Linked DNA regions of Mus musculus: all the other regions are linked to region 1. The links are chromatin contacts, called in public Hi-C, Micro-C and promoter capture Hi-C maps. All regions are on one chromosome and are shown on one strand. The core of a region is the stretch at or near the end of the contact, and the rest is flanking DNA. Distances in the headings are between cores, read along the strand shown. Region 1 holds the start of Atad2b (ATPase family, AAA domain containing 2B). Region 2 holds the start of Pum2 (pumilio RNA-binding family member 2). Region 3 holds the start of Gdf7 (growth differentiation factor 7). Region 4 holds the start of Ldah (lipid droplet associated hydrolase). Region 5 holds the start of Rhob (ras homolog family member B).

Region 1 (3,225 bases), core at 455-2,954:
GTAGTTCCTAAAAGGAAGCAAACTTAGTATCTTTTGAACGGGTGTAATTTTTTTCTTTTTATTGTGCTACTTTGACAGGCGTGGGAGAGGGTTATACGGTATAGTCATGTGTTTTGCCATTACACTATATCCCCAAGTCTTATTTGTATATAGTTTTAAATAAAGTTTAAAAAGTATTTTATTGACTTATTTTTTTTCTCTAGTACAGACAGCTGTGCCCTATGCTCTCCATGCCTGCTTCCTCTTTCTTTCTTTCTTTCTTTCTTCCTTCTTTCTTTCTTTCTTCCTTCCTTCTTTCTTCCTTCTTTTCTTTCTTTCTTTCTTTCTTTCTTTCTTTCTTCCCTCCTTCCTTCTTTCTTTCTTTCTTTCTTTCTTTCTTCCTTCTTTTCTTTTCTTTCTTTCTTCCTTCCTTTCTTCCTTCCTTTCTTTCTTTCTTTCTTTCTTTCTTTCTTTCTTTCTTTCTTTCTTTCTTTCTTTGATGTATTTCCCCTCATTTTGTAGTTCAGAATGTATCTCTAAAGGAGTTCCTTAGGTCCTTGCTTGAAGTAGGGGCTCGTGCTTCTTACCACCAGTTGTACTTTACTGATCTCTTGTCCATTTGTTGGTGAGCTTTCTTGAGAATCAGAGGGTCTCATTATGTAGCTCTGCCTGTCCTGAAACTCACTATGTAGACCAAGTTGGCTTTGAACTTATTTACTTATTTATATATATATATATATAAATACACACAACTACTCTGTACATTCTATATAGTGAGGACTGAACAAAGCTTATTAATTTTTTGTTTGGGGTCTTACATGGCTAAATGTTATAACTATGAAGCTATTTAGTCTTTATTCACTCTTCACTTTTTTAGTGTAATAATCAGGGGAATTTCTGCCCAAATAAAGACTAGGCTCTCTATCTTAGATAAACTGTGATGCTTTGAAATGAACATTTATTCTTCCCTCTATAATTCCAGACCTTTCCATATTACATTAATTTAATAATTACATAGTACTTTGACTTTTTTTCCTTTGGAAGTGTTTTGTCTTAATTCTGCACACCGGTAGGATGGAGATAAAAGATGCTGCAAAATCCCTCCGGTAGACTTGGCTAAAGTCAAAGGGAACAACACTTGAGTTCAGTGGTTCAAATCTTTAATCCTGGCGCTTGGGATGAATGCAGAGTTCAAGGCTAGCCTGGTCTCCATAGTGAGTTTAAAAAAGGATGCAGAGTTCCTAGAGTTGTTTTTTCTTAGTTTAACTTGCGTGGATTACCGCAGGGACTTCTTTCATTCATTGCCATTATCATTTGGACAGTCATGCAATGTGCAGCCCAAGTTCATTAGGGGTCTTGCCCAAAGTACCTAGGCAACTGGAACCCCTCCGCACCGCACCGTCCTCTCCATTCCTTCTACTCCGCGCTTGGTCGGCCGTTCCTGGCGTCCTCCAGGCCACCGCAGGGGTCTGGAATCTGGGGTCCTCGGTCTTGGCCAGGCGTTGAAGGGTCCGGACTACGTTCCACGCGGAAACCCATCCTGCGCCCTGGCCGGCTCTGCCCATCCCCCAGTCTAGACAGGGCAGCAAAAGCTGGCCACTGTGGGGTTCACAGCCCAGAGCGCCTCCCCGCAGGCCTCCCGCCGATGCTGACGTCACGTCGAGGCGGGGCCTGTGCAGAAGGAAGGGCTGCGCGTCCTTGCAGCGCCCCGCAGCGGCCGCGTCCAGAAGCGGCCTTGTCGGCCCTGCGGCGCCAGAGACCTGACGCACGGAGCTCGATAGAGAGAGAACGAGAGAGAAAGGGGCAGACATGGCGGCTCCGCTCGGCTCCCGCTGAGGACCGCTGAGCGGGCGCAGGGTCTGCGCGGCCGGCCTGCAGCCTCGCTTCCGCCTCCCGCTCCCTGCCTCCTCGCGCCGCCGCCGGCTTCTGCTCCGCTCTAGCCTGTCGGGCCTGCGTCCCGGAGAGGCAACGCGAGCCGGCCCGGCGAGGCTCCGCTGGCCCCTGCCCGCCGGCGGGCCGGCCTTCCTCGCCTCTCCCGGGAGCGGCGGGCGCGGCGTGGACCCGGTCCCCCTGGCTGGACCATGGTGAACACCCGGAAGAGCTCTCTGCGCCTTCTCGGGTCCAAGTCTCCTGGGCCCGGGCCTGGGCCCGGGGCCGGAGCCGGAGCGGAGCCGGGGGCGACCGGCGGCAGCAGCCATTTCATCTCCTCTCGGACCCGCTCCTCTAAGACGCGCGCGGCCAGCTGCCCGGCGGCCAAGGCCGGGGGAAGCGGCGGCGCCCTGGACGAGGCCCGGGTAAGAGCGGCGGCCCACGGCCGAGGCTTGAAAGTGCTGGCCCGGCCGCCCGGGCTTTGTCTGGCCGGAGACCGTCTTGCGGGTGCGGTGGAGGGTGGCAGCCGCCGAAGGGCCGCGACTCCAGCACCTTAGCTGAGCCGGCCCGGTTCTTTTGTGTAAAGAACAGCACTCGAGTCCACGGGAGATGGCTCTTGGGGTTCCTTTCGGGGACATTAGAATGCTCTGCCATCCGTGTCCTTGCCCGGCTTTAGAAGGGAATTCTAGAGGAAGCAAGAATTTAAGGCTGCAGTGCCTGGCTTGGAAGGGGAGAAGAGAGAAGTGAAAGTTTTCTGCGGTGTCAAACCCCTCTTGAAAGTGTGTCAGCTCTTGCCGCTGTCTGAGTTTACTTAGTTTGGGGGTGGTTCAAGTTGGTAAGGAAGTGAACAGAGCTCCAGTTGGCAGGCAGGCAGGCAGGGATGCTGAAAAAAGTTTGTAGCTGCACTGACACCAACTTTAAAAACAAAACCAACGCTTAACGCCTCTGTAGGCAAGGCAGATCAGACACGGTGCTGTAAGCTGTAGGGCGAGCCAGCCAGCTAACCAAGGTTCTTGTAGAGAGCAGAGGACTTTCAAGTTACAAAGGGAGTATGTAGAAAGAAACGTGTCGAATGGCCATCGTGACATGGTTTCTACATTTCTGTTAAGGAAATGTTTTTCAAAAGTCAAACTAGCGTTGTTGTGGTCCGTACAATTGCAGAAGCAAGAGTTGCTTTAGTTCTTTAGAGATGAGATCTGAGATCCTGAACTTTTATCACCTGTAGTGTAAAACATGAAGCTAGCACATCGAGAAGTTTGTGTTACTATGAAATTGGTTCTGAATTCAAGGAGTGGGTTAATTCTGCCTAGAAAGAGGCTAACTTTCTAAGAGTAATTTGACTGAACAGTGTTCTTTATTTAAAATATTCCTTTAAAT
Region 2 (3,328 bases), core at 194-2,693, 3.8 Mb after region 1:
ATAAATTAGTATCACTATCTAGGGAGTATATGTTATTTTGAGTAGATTATTATAAAAGCAAGCTCAAGCCCTCCCCTCCTGGTCTTTTGTCCTTTTGAGTTTTATCATGGGATTGATTACACAGCCCCAAGGATCTTTCCACTACTTTTAGCATTGGACTTCCTAGTCTTCAGACGCTTGGGAAGTAAATTTATTTTCTTTATTAATGACCTGATTTAGTATTCTGTCAAAGCGATACAACAGTAAGATTTTTATTTATTTATTTATTTATTTATTTTGGTTTTGGTTTTTTGAGACAGGGTTTCTCTGTATAGCCCTGGCTGTCCTGGAACTCACTTTGTAGACCAGGCTGGCCTTGAACTCAGAAATCCGACTGCCTCTGACTCCCAAGTGCTGGGATTAAAGGCGTGCGCCACCACGCCCGGCAAGATAAATTTTAAATCAGTCTGTCTTTATAATGATGAAAACCCAAAGAGCTGTGTTTAACAGGCACTAGGATACATCACATGAACAAAGCACATACAGTCCTTAGCCTGGTAGAGCTCACAGATGCCTAGGGAAGACACTGAGTTAATTAAAAGGCCCTGGATTGTCAAAACCAGGAGGTAAGCCATTAATTAGGAAGTTGTCCCATGAGGGCCTAAACTCTCCAAGAGAGGTGTGATAGAAAGTGGTCCCAACGACTGCGACCAAATCTTTGGAGCCATTGTTGTTCCCTGCAGATTTCAAGGAAGGGCAAGACAATTCTGTAACTGGTAATAAGAAAACATTCAGTCTGATACATAGCCAAGGTAGTTTCTTTTGTGCTTACCCAGTACCCCTGGCTCATCAATTGCAGGAAGTCAGTAACACTTGCCTACTGTAGACGATAACAAGGTGCATTTTTTTTTTATCCCTAAACCTCCAACATTTGAGTGGAAAAGGGGAGATAAACGTTGAGCGGTAGGGCTGTATTAAGGTCTACAACTCCTGTAGGTGCCAGCATACCGGAAGTAGGGGGAAAGAGACTTCAATTTTGGGGTGCATGGGCAGCAGTGCTTACACACAGGCAGTTTAGGGAGAACAATGAGATATCCGGGAGGAAGCGGTGGATGAATAAATTCAGTCTCACACAGAAAGTCGGGGGTTTGCAGCACCACACGAGGCGCGTGACCAGCCCCGGGAGCAGAGCGCCAGAGGTCCGGCGTGCAGGCCAGCCCTGATCCCAGAAGGTAAAGGCCGGGAAGTGCACGCCCGATGGCGGCCTCACCCGCGAGGAGAGCGCCGCGCCAGTGCGCACGCGCGGAGCCCCGGCCGGCCCCCTGCGCCCGGCGCGCGGGAGAAGTACGCACTTCACTGCGAGGCGTCGCGGCTGGGTGAGTGCTCCCCCCTTTCTCCCGCAGTGCTTTGCGCGCGGCCGGTGGGCGGGGGAGGGAGGGGAGGGGAGGCGGCGGCGGCAGCCATGTTGTTGTGAGTCTCTGTGCCTCACCCTCGGTACTTCGGTGGTTCGGAGGAGGAGGGGGAGGAGAAGAAGGAGGTGGGGTGGGGGGGAGGGAGGTAGGAGGAGGAGAAAGAAGACGTCGCCGCCACCGGAGGCGGAGGGGGAGGACGGACGGCCGAGAGCGTCGCCGCCGGTGCCCAACGGTCGGTGTCCCCCGGCTGAGGCAGCGCGGCCGCAGCAGCCCTGTAAGTCAGCCCGCGCTCGCTTCGTCGGGTCCGTGGGCGCCGCGGGGGCCGGCTCTGGGCTTTGTGTGGCGGCCTCCGCGGGAGCAGGCCTCGGGCGGGAACGGGTCGGGCCTGGGCGGGGATCGCGGCGGGCCGCGGCCTGGGCCCCGCTCGCACAATGCCGGGGGAGGGGAGCCGGAAGGGGGTGTGCGCCGGCGGGGGAGGGGGCGCACTCGCCGCTTTCCCGCTTCCTTCCCGCGCCCCGCGCCCTTTGCCGGCCTTAGTGACCAGATCCGTGTGGGTGCCAGGCGGCCTCCAGCCCCTCGGTGCCCACAGTCTGGAAGAAGCACGGTGAATCCAGAGAAACGTGCGAGGTGGAAGTGGGTGAAGCGGAAGGAGTGGGTTTATGAGAGCGAGGGTGGGTGGGCGGGGGTCGCTAGGTTGGGGTGCGGGGTGGTCCTCTGGCCTGCGAGTGTCCAGGAAAACCTTGGCAAACGGATGTGAATGTGAAAGAAAATCGGGACTGGGGTTCGACCTGTTCAGGTGCCTTAGAAAGGAACGTGGTGCTTTTTGTTAGGGGAACATCTCTTCGGTACCCGAAGAACGAGGAACTTGAAAGCCGAAGACCAAAACAGCGACTTCAGATATTCGAACCTTAGTTTTGCTTGTGAATACGGTCAAATTTGAGGGGAAATAAACTGTGCGGAGTTTATGGCCGAACACGTGTAAAGTTAGTGCTTCTTCCAAGAATACGGCTTTAGAAACCCTTCTTTTTCCTCGTAGCCTTTTATTCTGTAACAGCTGAACTTTTGGGGAAGGGAATGGAATTCAGACGTTTTATGTACAAAAGAAGACATGCTATGATAGTTTTTTTCAGATTTAAAGAAATCTGGAGGAAGGGGTTTTCTGTGATGATTTCAGGAGAAATGTTTTTAAATGCTTAGCAGGGTGCAGTGCCTGGAAACGATACAGTGTGTCACGAAAGCAGTTTTAAGGAGTTACCTTGGCGTGTTTGAAGCTTGTTCACCGCTTAGATTCGTGACTCCTAACCATGTGACCGGGTGAATGGAGGATGGTTTAGGGAATTCTGGCCAGGAATCCTGTTAAAAATACAAAGATGGATTATTTTTAATTGGTTAATAATAAGCCTCTGTTGCTAGTCCGATATCCTGCTGTTTATAAATGATTTACATCATGTGACCAGTCATAAGTAATTGTCTGCATGTTCTTTAACTGAAGAATGTCTTTAAAATGATTCTGGGAGAGATTAAGTTCTGTAGGGTTGTCTTTGATGTTTTGGAGCACAGCTGTTCGACATGAAAAAGTTACAATAACTTTTTTATTTCAGAAACTTGCTACAGTATTCAGGGCTTTAATTTTATTTTTCTCATTTTATCAGTCTAGCAGATTTACCTTAACTGGATTTGCCAGGAGCACTTTTAAACATTTTCAGACAATCTAAGCTGATTTAATAAAATTTCTTTGTCTTGAGTCTAAAGTTCCTTTAGGTAGTTCATATTTAGTAAGATTTTAAAGTAATTTTTTCTTTAAAATTATATTACATTTTTGTGTAACTTCTTGTCTGTGTTGGTGGCTTGTGTATGGAGGTCAGAGGACAGATTGTGAGAGTTACTTCTCTCCTCCCACCGTGTGGGTCCTGGGGATGGGACTCAGGTTGTCTGGC
Region 3 (3,375 bases), core at 671-3,170, 3.4 Mb after region 1:
AAGTCTACAGTCTGGGTGTACTGTTCTGCCTCCACAGCTCTGTTCTAAACTGAAGCTGGTGGGAGCAAGCTAGACAGAGGCCCTGGGCCATATTCCCCGTCCCTGCTTTTCCTCTCAAAGACCCTTCTCTGCAGCCTCCGCCTCACCCCGCTTCCTCGGCCTTGCTACCTCCCCAGGGAGGGAGGGAGAAAAGGTGGCCCGCCTCTGGGTCTTGCTGGTGGAGCAGAGCTACGCCGGAAGGAATTAGCTGGTTTTATAACCTTGTACACTTAGCCAGCCCTAACAAAGTCGGATGCTTCTGTTACTTTAGGCCCCTCTCACTGTTGGCAGCTTGAGAGCGTCCTATGCAGGGACAGGTTAGGAGTTTTTCCTGATTCTGCTGCACACTGGGATTGGAGTTTCCTGTAAGGATCCCACCAGTCAGTGTGGCGTGCCATGACAGACCCTTGGAAAATAGATGCTGGTCCTAAGTGCCCCCATAGGACCGTCAGGGCCAGAGAGTTCTATGTATGGAAACAAAGCTGTCTGTGCGTACATGCTGCGCACTGAGTGTGTTTCTGAGATGGCTGATGCGTGGTAGCCACAGCCTGTTTTCCCACGCTGGTATCAAAGGCCTGCAGACTGCCAAAGGCTGCCTAGCCTCACTTTTCAGCCCTACTTGCCTTCCTTTCCCTCCTGATTTCCAAGCTAGATCTTTGGCTGGGCAGAATTGAAGCCAAAATTACTTGCATTTCCGCCTGAAATTAGTTAAATTTTCCCTATCTGTCTGCTTTAATGACTTCAATGGAGATTAATAAAAGCCAGATGACACACACATACTACAACCACCCCACAACCCCACCCACATCCTACCTTTGGAGGGCCCTACACAGGGTAAAATGTGATGTTTGAGCTCCAACCATCCCTTTTCTCCCCACACAAGCCGAGGCCCTGGACTCTGGCTGCTGGGGCCTACTGTCACAGAAGGAAGGCAGGCACCCAAACTCTCTTCCCATACACAAGCCACCATCCACCCGAAACGGCCTGCCTGAGAGGGGTCCTTCTGATACCGAGAGGCCATGACTTTAATTGGATACCAGCTGCTCTACCCTGAATTCCCCTGAGCTTCAATTTGTGTATAGTCCCCAGTCCCCCGCTGAACACAAGGCACTACCATCACTGCTCTCGTCCCTCTTGGCGGGAACTCAAAGGCCACAACTCCTGCCCTTCTTTCTTCTCCCAGGGCTCCAGGCCCAAGGCTACACTAGACCCTTCCCCCAAAGAAGCGGATCTTGAGCTCCGCTTGGCTTGAGGGGAACCTGCCAGCCTGTTCTGAAGAGCGGCTCCCACTCCCTTAGCCCTCGGAGACCAAGCCTTGACTGGCTTAGGGGTTCGTGAACAATGACTTCGAAGACAACTTTTTCTCTCCAGCACCTGAGGATAACTATAGGGATCATAGTTCAGGATCGAATCGGGCAGAGGCTTGCCTCCCCCGGCTCGTCTCCAGTCAAGAGTAGACGGGATGGGCTGGTGCGCAGAAGACGCGTAAAGTACCTTGAGTTGCTTGGTCTGTGAAGCCGGTGATTGTGTCCACACGCCCGTGCCCTGAAGCTGCCGCGACCGGAGCCCTCCCCGCCAGGCTCCTGTAAAGCGACATCATGAAGTGGTGTGGCACCACCGAGCCGTTCCTGAAGCCAGAACCCGCAGCGCGGCGCACAGCTCGGGGACCCGGAACCGCAGCGGCCTGGAGAGCTGAAGGGCCTGGAGCCCGGGCGAGGGTCCGCCCGCCGCCGCCGCCCCCGGGGCTCCAGGCTGGTCCAGCCCCCGCCGCTCGGAGCACCGCGGCAGCTTCTAGCCCGTCGCGGGGACGGCAAGCGCTCAGCAGCCAGAGACACAGCGCGGCGGCAGCGCTCAGGTCCATGGGCTCCTTGGGCCGGCCGGCCGCGCGACACGGGCTCCGTGGCTCCGGGAAGTCCCCCGACGCCTTTTGAACATAGTGTTTAATAATGGGGGAAGTGTGCGCAGCAAGCCGCTGCCCCCCTCCTCTCCCACCCCACCCCCGCCCAGCGCTCGGAGCAGCGCCCCCTGCTGAACGTTCAACCCGCAGCGCTGAGCCCCCCAACTCAGGCCTATCGCGCAGTGCAGGGTAGAAGTCGCCTCCCCTTGCTGTAGTGCCTGGTCCTTGTCCTTGCCAAGAGAAGGCCATCCGCCCGAGGCTCCTGCCACAACGCGGTGCCCCGCCTCCCCTCCCGAAGGTACTACGAGCCCCCACCCCCCTCCGCCCCAAGACCTCAGCGCACTCCTTGGCTGGAAGATGGGGCGTCTCGCGTACCCGCCCAGCTTCCTCCCGACTCCTCCATGGAGAAACACCGCCCTCCGCGTGATCTTGTGAGTGCTAGGGATGCCAGACCCGGGCCAAGTCAAGACTGGGCCCCTCCCATCCAGCTTTCTCGCCGTACGCCCCCTTGATGGATGCTCATTAGGGAGTTCCTAGGGATGCTTACGATACACATTTGGATGCCACCCTCTCCCGTCCACAGCCCTCTGAAGATAACAGTGGGAGGCCAGAGAAAGGGAGAGGATCTGTGATGAAGGATGAGTGGCTGGAGGGTACAGATGGGCACGGACCGGAAAAGCTTTGGGTGGGCATCTTGAGCCAAAGCAGGAGCTGAAATCTTAAAGGGTTTAATGAATTAGGAAGGCGGGGACCAGCGGAATCCTACTCAAATTAGGTCTCAGGGTTTGAATGTGCAAAGTAATTTGCCCGGGGAAAGGGGAGAGTGGGGCAGGTGACCACATTTCTTCAAGGTCTTCAGAGCAAAAGGCAAGAGTGCAACCACAAGCCCAGAGGCTGCGTTGCAAAGCCATGGAATAGCGCTCGGATGCCAGCATGGTTATAGCACTCTATGAGCATGGGTGGAAAGGGCCACCTCTGGTCTATGCCTGGGCGACTCTTGAGCATACAGACGCTGGGACTTTTGTTTGGCTAACTTCCTCCCCACTCCTGCTCTGAGGGGGGAAGGCGCCAGCATGTGTGTCGATTTAGTTCAGACAAACCCCAGAGCAAGAATGTCCAGAAAATAGACCAACTGTCCAAGGGATTTAAAAGCCTGGACCCCAAATCCATTACTTTAGCATTGTTCTGGATACCAAACTCAGAATCCACGCCCGGTCCGTGAGTCAGGTCAAGGTGCTATCTAAAAGCCTCTTCCTAATAAACTACATAGCCCAGGCTCCCGCGTTGGAGTCTTATACTCCCACCTCGCCCTCTGGATAGCAGGCACGCGTGCACCTGGACCACGGTCTGTGCTGCTGGCCTCCCTACTCAGGGCCTTCCTGCTGTTGCCAGATGGTGGGCATCTGGGATGACAACCTACCTTTGGTGGCCAGGTTGGG
Region 4 (3,617 bases), core at 353-2,852, 3.3 Mb after region 1:
TTTGAATGCAGAAATCTTCCAGCCTCTGCCTCCAGAGAGCATCCTATTCAGCTACTTATATAAGCTACAACAGTCATAGTCTGCCATGTAGCAAAGTGAACATTGTGTGCAAAAATATGACAACTTAGTAAGAACATGTATATTCCAAAAGTAGATGGCCCAGAGAAAACATGAAGAATACAGAAACTGCTGCAAGTAACCTGAGCCTAGCTCTCCTAACTAACTGTGGGAAAGTCAGTTTCTTCGCACCTCATTTTACACTGCAGTTAACAGAAATAATCTCTGGCCAACTATAAAGTCTGAATTGCTTCAGTTATTTCTGGCACAGGTTCAGTGAAATCAGAAACATAAATCACCTAGATGCTACATCGTAGATGCATATCCAAGAATTAAAAGAAATCCTGCACCAATGCATTCTGTCATGTAGTCTATGGATGAAAGAAGGATGGAACAGATACCCAGAAAGACGCCCTTGATATGTCAGTAGTCCTTTAACAGCATTACTGGCAGGAAATTTACACACATAAAACTGACACCACTTGGTACATATCCTATGGTCACCGTAACATAATCATTTACTTTTATGTATTTATATCTCCAAACTCTAGTGATCACTTGTTAATACTGACCACACTGAAATGCTAAGGGTTTAAAAATTAGTTCATGAAAAACTCTTAACACAATGAATATCTTTTTCTATATTCATTAAATGTTACCTATTGGATGTGGAAAGTAGAAGTGATAAAAAAGGGTTATGAAGATATTTATCGGTTTACATTCCACAGCTAGTTGGATGTTGGTTCAGTAGTTATGAGCACTAACTCCTTTTCCACAGGATTTAGGATTGATTCTCAGCACCCACATGGTGACCCATAGGCTTATGTGGTTCAGGTCCCAGGGAACCCAGTGCCCTCTTCCAGCGTCCATAGGCTCCAGGCTACTAATATACAAAAAGATTTTTAAGTTAAAATATAAGTGATGTTGGTACTATCACCGAGGTGCTGGATACAAGCGCAAAGCTTTTCCATGTGTGATAATTACTATGGGTTTTTTTTTTCTTTCTTTCTAAGTTCCATGCTTCTTCTGGCTATAATACTGCCATATTGGCGACAGTATTTTGGGGGACAGAAATACACTGATTGCCTACAATTGTACCAAGTGTTGAGGATACTATCTTGAAGTTTGTAGTAAGCTGGAAATAGCTCTGGAAGGTCGCATTATCCTGAATATGAAACTGAATACTATATGAAGTTGAATACTAGCACTAAGGTCAGCTGAGAGTCAACTTTCCTGTGATCATGAGTCAGGAATGAAAAGCAACTGGTGGTGGAAGAAAGGAAAAGTGGGCAGATGGGGGGGGGGGGGGGAATGAAAGAACCTCCAAAGAGAGGAAAAACTCGTTTACCAAAACGACAAAGAACAGAGAGCGGGTAAAATTCAGGTGGTATGCTAGAAACGCTCTATGTGCTGCTCCCAGCAATCTCGCTGACTATAAACCACCTACCCATCAAGCTGCCACCCAAACTCTCACACGGGAGATCCTTGCAAAGCGTTCTACGGGTCCCGACTTCCGGGACCGGCGCGGCGCGGCGCTGTGACGTCAGTACAGGCGGAACTTCCGGGTCTGGTGAGGCTTTGCCGAGACGTCGGCGGACGACCCCAATACCTTGTGAGTGGGCAGGTGAGGTGATGCTGCCAGTACTGTGTGGTTTGTCTGAGGAAGGGCACGTGGGCTGCGCATGGGGTGGTGCTAGGATAACTGAGCTGCCATCACCCCGCGTGCACAGCCGCTAGGCCGTGCGGTACGCGATGGCACTACACTCGCCCGACCTGTGGCCAGGTCGCCAGAGGCTCCCTGGGTAAGGATAAGCCAATGCGCTGGCAGCCAGCCTTCTAGAAATAAATCCAAGTCTGCGCTGGGGCTCCCCAGGCATCTGTGGTCGACACTGTCCCTCGTGGATTCTCCTGAGAAATCTGCTGACATTAAAATTACCTTTACCCTTGCATATGATGTGTTGTTTCACTGCTTTTAACTTTTTTTTTTATTTTAGTTTTACAAAATGCATGGCTTCTAATAGTATAGTATACATTTCCCCAGCTTGAGAAGCTCAGCTTCTTGAATCTGTAGATTTATGCCCTTCCCAATTTTGAGAAGTTTCCAGATACTCTTTCTTAAAACGTGTGTTTTAGCCCCACATTGCCTTCTCTGAAACTCTAGTTGCATGAATTTTAGGTCATTTGTCATTGTAGTACAAGTCCCGGGGCTACTGCTGAGTTTTTAGACTGTTTCCCACCAATTCAGGTTTGTAAATTTTGTGGATCTATCCACGTTCTCTCATCTCGTTCTTTGTTGATACTACTCTGCTGATAATCCACCCCATAAGTTTTGTTCTTTCAATTATTACTTTTAAATTCCTTGCTCTTGTTTCTTATATAATATTTATGGTAGCTTCTGACCTTTAGTGTGCTCTTACATTTTTCTGGGCTTTGCTGTCTTCTTAGAAGAATATTTTAATCAAGCTCTTTCTTACTTTGGGAAACTATTACATTCCAGGTGCCTTCAACATTTTTCTAAACTACTTTGATGAAGAAGTTGGAATGTTAGTAGGAGAGACTTTTAAGATCATCATGGGCAAAATATCAGGTCACTTTTTCTGAAACGTTGTATTGTATGCCTGTGTCATAAAGGGTCAATATGCTTATCAGTGTGTTGTGAGCTAATGCTATGTGACTAGTGAGGTGAGGTCCTAAGAGGTGAGGCAACTTTGTTCTCAACCTCAGGAGGCAGCCTACATGCACTGCAAGAACCTATTAAAATTGGCCATGTGAAAAGATTAAATATGAATTAAATATAAGATTATGTGTTCAACCTATTTTTGTTTTAGAGCATTCATTGTTAAGCTTATCAATAAAGGTACTTCCAGATGACCCCTGTCCCAGTGAACAAGTCAAAGCCAGCTGTTGAGTTTTTCTTAGCTAACTCTACTTTGGATTGTTCCAAAACTGCCTGTGCTGTACTCTATAAATTTCTAACCCACACAATCTGTGAGAATATAACATATCTTCAGGTATTAAGTTTTATGGTGGTATGTCATGTACCAAGAATAAATGAAATCCCTTGTATTTTCTAGGAACCTTTTATTTATTTTTTTTTAAAGATTTATTTATTTACTATATGTAAGTACACTGTAGCTATCTTCAGACACTCCAGAAGAGGGCATCAGATCTCATTACAGATGGTTGTGAGCCACCATGTGGTTGCTGAGATTTGAACTCAGGACCTTTGGAAGAGCAGTTGGTGCTCTTAACCGCTGAGCCATCTCTCCAGCCCCCGGAACCTTTTATTTTTTTAAACTGTAACAGCTATCAGCGCATGTTCCTTGGAAGATAATTCTAGAATTACTTACTGGTTTCCCAACTCCTTAACCTGATATTCAAGGATGTCATAGTCTGGAGTAGAAGAATCCCAGCACTAGTCTAAAATTGTGTGTGTGTGTGTGAGTGAGAGAGAGACAGACAGACAGACAGACAGACAGAGAGATTCTGCAAATCTGTCTCTTGTGATCAGCATTACACTTTATCGAGTTTTTTGTTTTGTATTATTTTTTAAGACAAAT
Region 5 (3,349 bases), core at 105-2,604, 3.6 Mb after region 1:
GCAAACCTGCTGGGGGCGCAACCACTCTGCGTGCCCCTGGGGAAACCAGAGGCGGGGGTGGGGCAGGAGTCGGGTGGGGTGTAGGGAGTCGTACACACACACAACCACACTTTGAGGCCTGGCTCTTTAGAAAAGGATGCTCAGGAACCCCTTGGCACTCAGCAGGGTGCCCAGGCCTGTGCCACACAGCTGGACACACACAGACACTGGGAAGGGGGAGCTCGGTGCCCACGCTAATTCTCAGCGTGACCAGCCAGAGCCACCAGCAGATGTCAGGCAGTCTGGTGGTGTCCTTGGGGGCATGGGTCTCCCTTTCTCCCGGTTCGTGGGCGACCGGGCCAAGGAGGGGGAGCCACGCTGGCAAGGGCGTGAGGCAGGACGCGTCCCTCATAGCACCTTGCAGCAGTTGATGCAGCCATTCTGGGATCCGTAGCGCTTCTGCAGCGCGGCGCGCGTGGCCGTCTCAAAAACCTCGCGCACGCCCTCCTTGGTCTTGGCCGAGCACTCGAGGTAGTCATAGGCTTGGATGCGCACCGCCATGGCGCGGCCGTCATCCGTGCGCACTGGCTCCTGCTTCATGCGGGCCAGCTCCGTGCGGACATGCTCGTCGCTGCGCAGGTCTTTTTTGTTGGCCACCAGGATGATGGGCACATTGGGGCAGAAGTGCTTTACCTCGGGCACCCACTTCTCGGGGATGTTCTCGAGAGAGTCCGGGCTGTCCACCGAGAAGCACATAAGGATGACGTCGGTGTCCGGATAGGAGAGCGGCCGTAAACGATCGTAGTCCTCCTGGCCTGCCGTGTCCCACAGCGCCAGCTCCACCTGCTTGCCGTCCACCTCGATGTCCGCCACATAGTTCTCGAACACGGTGGGCACGTACACCTCGGGGAATTCGTCTTTACTGAACACGATCAGCAGGCACGTCTTGCCGCACGCGCCGTCGCCCACCACCACCAGCTTCTTGCGGATGGCCGCCATGAGCTCGCCGGGCGCGGGCAGCAGGAGGGGCCCGCGAGCGCCTCGCCGCCGTCCCGCTCCCTGTTGCTTGCCGCTCCCCGCTCTCCCGCGACTGCGCGCTGCGGGCTAGGCTCGCTAACTGCACCTGGACCCCGCGGCGGCGCGGTCTCTCGGGGCGCTCCGGTTGCCTCGGCAGGGGCGCAGGGGCATACGGTGCACTGAGTGTCGCCGCGCCGCTGCCGCGCCGCTGTGGTCCTCGGCGGTCCCGGAGCTGCGCTGCTTTGTGCGAAGTGATGGCTGATGCTGCGGACCCGGCCTAGCTTCTTTCCCGGGGCGGGTTCACTCTAGACCTAGGGTACAGGGGCGCAGACGACGACAACCGAACTGCGGTGGCAGATGCGGGCTGCGGCCCTAGCGCCCGCTATTTAAAGAGTCCGGCCACTTTCTTAATATAGCCACCCAATGGGAAGCCATAGGGCTGAGCTCATCGCTGCGGAGCTTGGCTCCGATTGGTCGCCCGCTGCAGTCCGAAGGCGGGTTCGCCTTAGCTTGATTGACTGCCCTGTCCGCGGGGCTGGGAGAGGCGTTGACTGTGGAGTCTGCGCGGCGACCCGCCCCGTGGGGTTGTGTGGCCGCCGGGTCCCCGCCTTCGTCGCAGCCTCTCTGAGTGCGACATCGTGGAGCAGGCAGCCTGGAGCCCTCCGGGTCTGGGTGGGCAGTTCCGAGACGAGCTACACTCTTGTGGGGCGTTGGCTGCTCCCAGGGCTTCAGCTTTATCTAGCTTCCGAGCGAACTACGGGTGATCAAGCATGGGGGAGGGGCGGCGCCTTTAACGTGGTTTTGTTTTCACTTAAACAGACACCGGTGCACGGTTTTGTTACCTAGCCAAGGGTTTCGTTCTTTCTTAACTTTGTTTAGATAACTAACCCCTCGTGTGCTCTGGGCCGAATTCTGACACTTACCCAGGGCAGCCTTTTCACTGAGAAAGGCTAACAGTAAATTGTGTGGGCCTGGGTGAGTCCCCTCTCGGCTTTCTCTTCAAGGCCCACACTTAGGTCTCCGGGTGAAGAAGATAAGGGGAGGAATCTAGGAGACACACAGCTGTAGGACAAAGGAAAGCGAGGTGCAGGGCACTCCGCTGAAAAAGAAAGCACCCAGCTTGGGCAGGCAACCTTCACCCAGTCCTACCACATTACATCTGATTCTCGCCCTAAAGCCAGAGAACTGCTTGAAGTACACTGTGCAAGGAAACCCATCTATCCCAACAACTCTCATGGAGCAGATGAAAAGCTTCAAGCTGGGAAAGCAGGCATGCGGCCTCGCAGGGAACTTGCCGGTGGGCACACGGTTTCTGTACAGAGGATGGAGTTTCTTCATACACACCAGGTCTTAACTCGTGAATTACCACTTCCTGCAGGAGATGACACCTCTTCCTATCTTAAAGGATTTAAGCCAGTCCACTGTAAGAAATAGGAAAGACAGAAAGCTGCAAAGGGCGTCAAAGAGGGCCTTACCCCGCCCCCAAGAGAAACTGAACAAAGAAAAAGGAGGAAAGAAAGTGGGGAAATGGCTTAACATTGCTGCGTGGGGTCCTCATGGAGGGCTAGGCTAGGGGTACCAGCTAAGAGAAAGCTTTCTCAGTGACCATGTCATGATGACCTTATGACCCATTTCTTTGTCTCTCTCTCTGGACTGTGAGTTGTCCGAGGGCCAGGATTTCCTCCCACCTGAGCATCATGAAGACCTAGCACTATGCTGGGCCCTAAAGAAGCAGTAAAAATGGTCCGTGCAGTGGTAGGCCTGCCCACCTGTAGACCCAGCCACACAGGACGCACAGGGGTTGGCCTTCCAAGTCTAGGCAGTCTGGGCAACCAAATGAGACAGAGAGAGAAAACAACGGGGAGGGGTAAATGACTTTGGGAGCTAACCCAGTTTTTCAAAAGTGGAACTTTTTAGTTCTTAACATCAGATCCTGCTATAATCAGACCAAACACAAGCAGCCAATGTTTTCACATATAATCCCCATGTTACAGTTTCTGTGTATCTGGACAGATATGATCAAGCCATAGTGTTCCATCAGTGGGGGAGAGCTGTGTTCCCTGCATTCTGGATTATCCCCACTGCAGGGCCCAGTCTCTGTTTTTCTCTGCTTTAGTTTTTCAGACCTAAGGAACTGTCACATGGTTTGGTTTGTCATTGGTTGAGGAAGTCACTTTGCACACACACACACACACACACACACACACGCACACACACACCCCACACATGCCTTTTAGGGGAAAAATCTTATCTACACATATTTTTCTCCTCGTAGTTAAACCTTTTGATTGCTGTGTTATTAGCTCTGCTCTCCGTGGTCTTAATATAGCTTGGGAATCTTGGCTATGTCCTT

The links. Promoter capture Hi-C pulls out the DNA fragments that hold promoters and counts their contacts. A called contact is a pair of places that touch in the nucleus more often than the background predicts.
Region 2: a promoter capture Hi-C map of second pharyngeal arch cranial neural crest shows a contact between it and region 1. The contact joins the promoter of Pum2 here to the promoter of Atad2b in region 1. A contact is called at or near these places in 3 of 39 promoter capture datasets (cranial neural crest, pre-B cells and second pharyngeal arch cranial neural crest).
Region 3: a contact with region 1 is called in a Micro-C map of embryonic stem cells, with 2.6 times the contacts expected there. The contact joins the promoter of Gdf7 here to the promoter of Atad2b in region 1. A contact is called at or near these places in 1 of 39 promoter capture datasets (cranial neural crest) and 1 of 484 Hi-C or Micro-C datasets (embryonic stem cells).
Region 4: a contact with region 1 is called in a Hi-C map of B cells, with 5 read pairs. The contact joins the promoter of Ldah here to the promoter of Atad2b in region 1. A contact is called at or near these places in 1 of 39 promoter capture datasets (cranial neural crest) and 1 of 484 Hi-C or Micro-C datasets (B cells).
Region 5: a contact with region 1 is called in a promoter capture Hi-C map of cranial neural crest. The contact joins the promoter of Rhob here to the promoter of Atad2b in region 1. A contact is called at or near these places in 3 of 39 promoter capture datasets (cranial neural crest, maxillary cranial neural crest and pre-B cells).

Annotation. Positions count from the first base shown.
Region 1 is chr12:4,915,649-4,918,873 of GRCm38.p6, forward strand. Atad2b (ATPase family, AAA domain containing 2B) reads left to right here and starts at 1,705. Exons shown (of 28, transcript NM_001362349.1): 1 at 1,705-2,273. The coding sequence starts at 2,061.
Region 2 is chr12:8,672,816-8,676,143 of GRCm38.p6, forward strand. Pum2 (pumilio RNA-binding family member 2) reads left to right here and starts at 1,444. Exons shown (of 21, transcript NM_001160220.1): 1 at 1,444-1,665.
Region 3 is chr12:8,300,034-8,303,408 of GRCm38.p6, forward strand. It overlaps Gdf7 (growth differentiation factor 7), which reads right to left and starts at 1,921. Exons shown (of 2, transcript NM_001312876.1): 1 at 1,534-1,921. The coding sequence starts at 1,900. It also overlaps a transcript of Ldah not described here.
Region 4 is chr12:8,206,524-8,210,140 of GRCm38.p6, forward strand. It overlaps Ldah (lipid droplet associated hydrolase), which reads left to right and starts at 1,603. Exons shown (of 7, transcript NM_001364261.1): 1 at 1,603-1,681. It overlaps Gm33037 (a long non-coding RNA gene), which reads right to left and starts at 1,610. Exons shown (of 4, transcript XR_381233.4): 1 at 1,505-1,610.
Region 5 is chr12:8,498,655-8,502,003 of GRCm38.p6, forward strand. Rhob (ras homolog family member B) reads right to left here and starts at 1,355. Exons shown (of 1, transcript NM_007483.3): 1 at 1-1,355. The coding sequence starts at 978. The coding sequence ends at 388.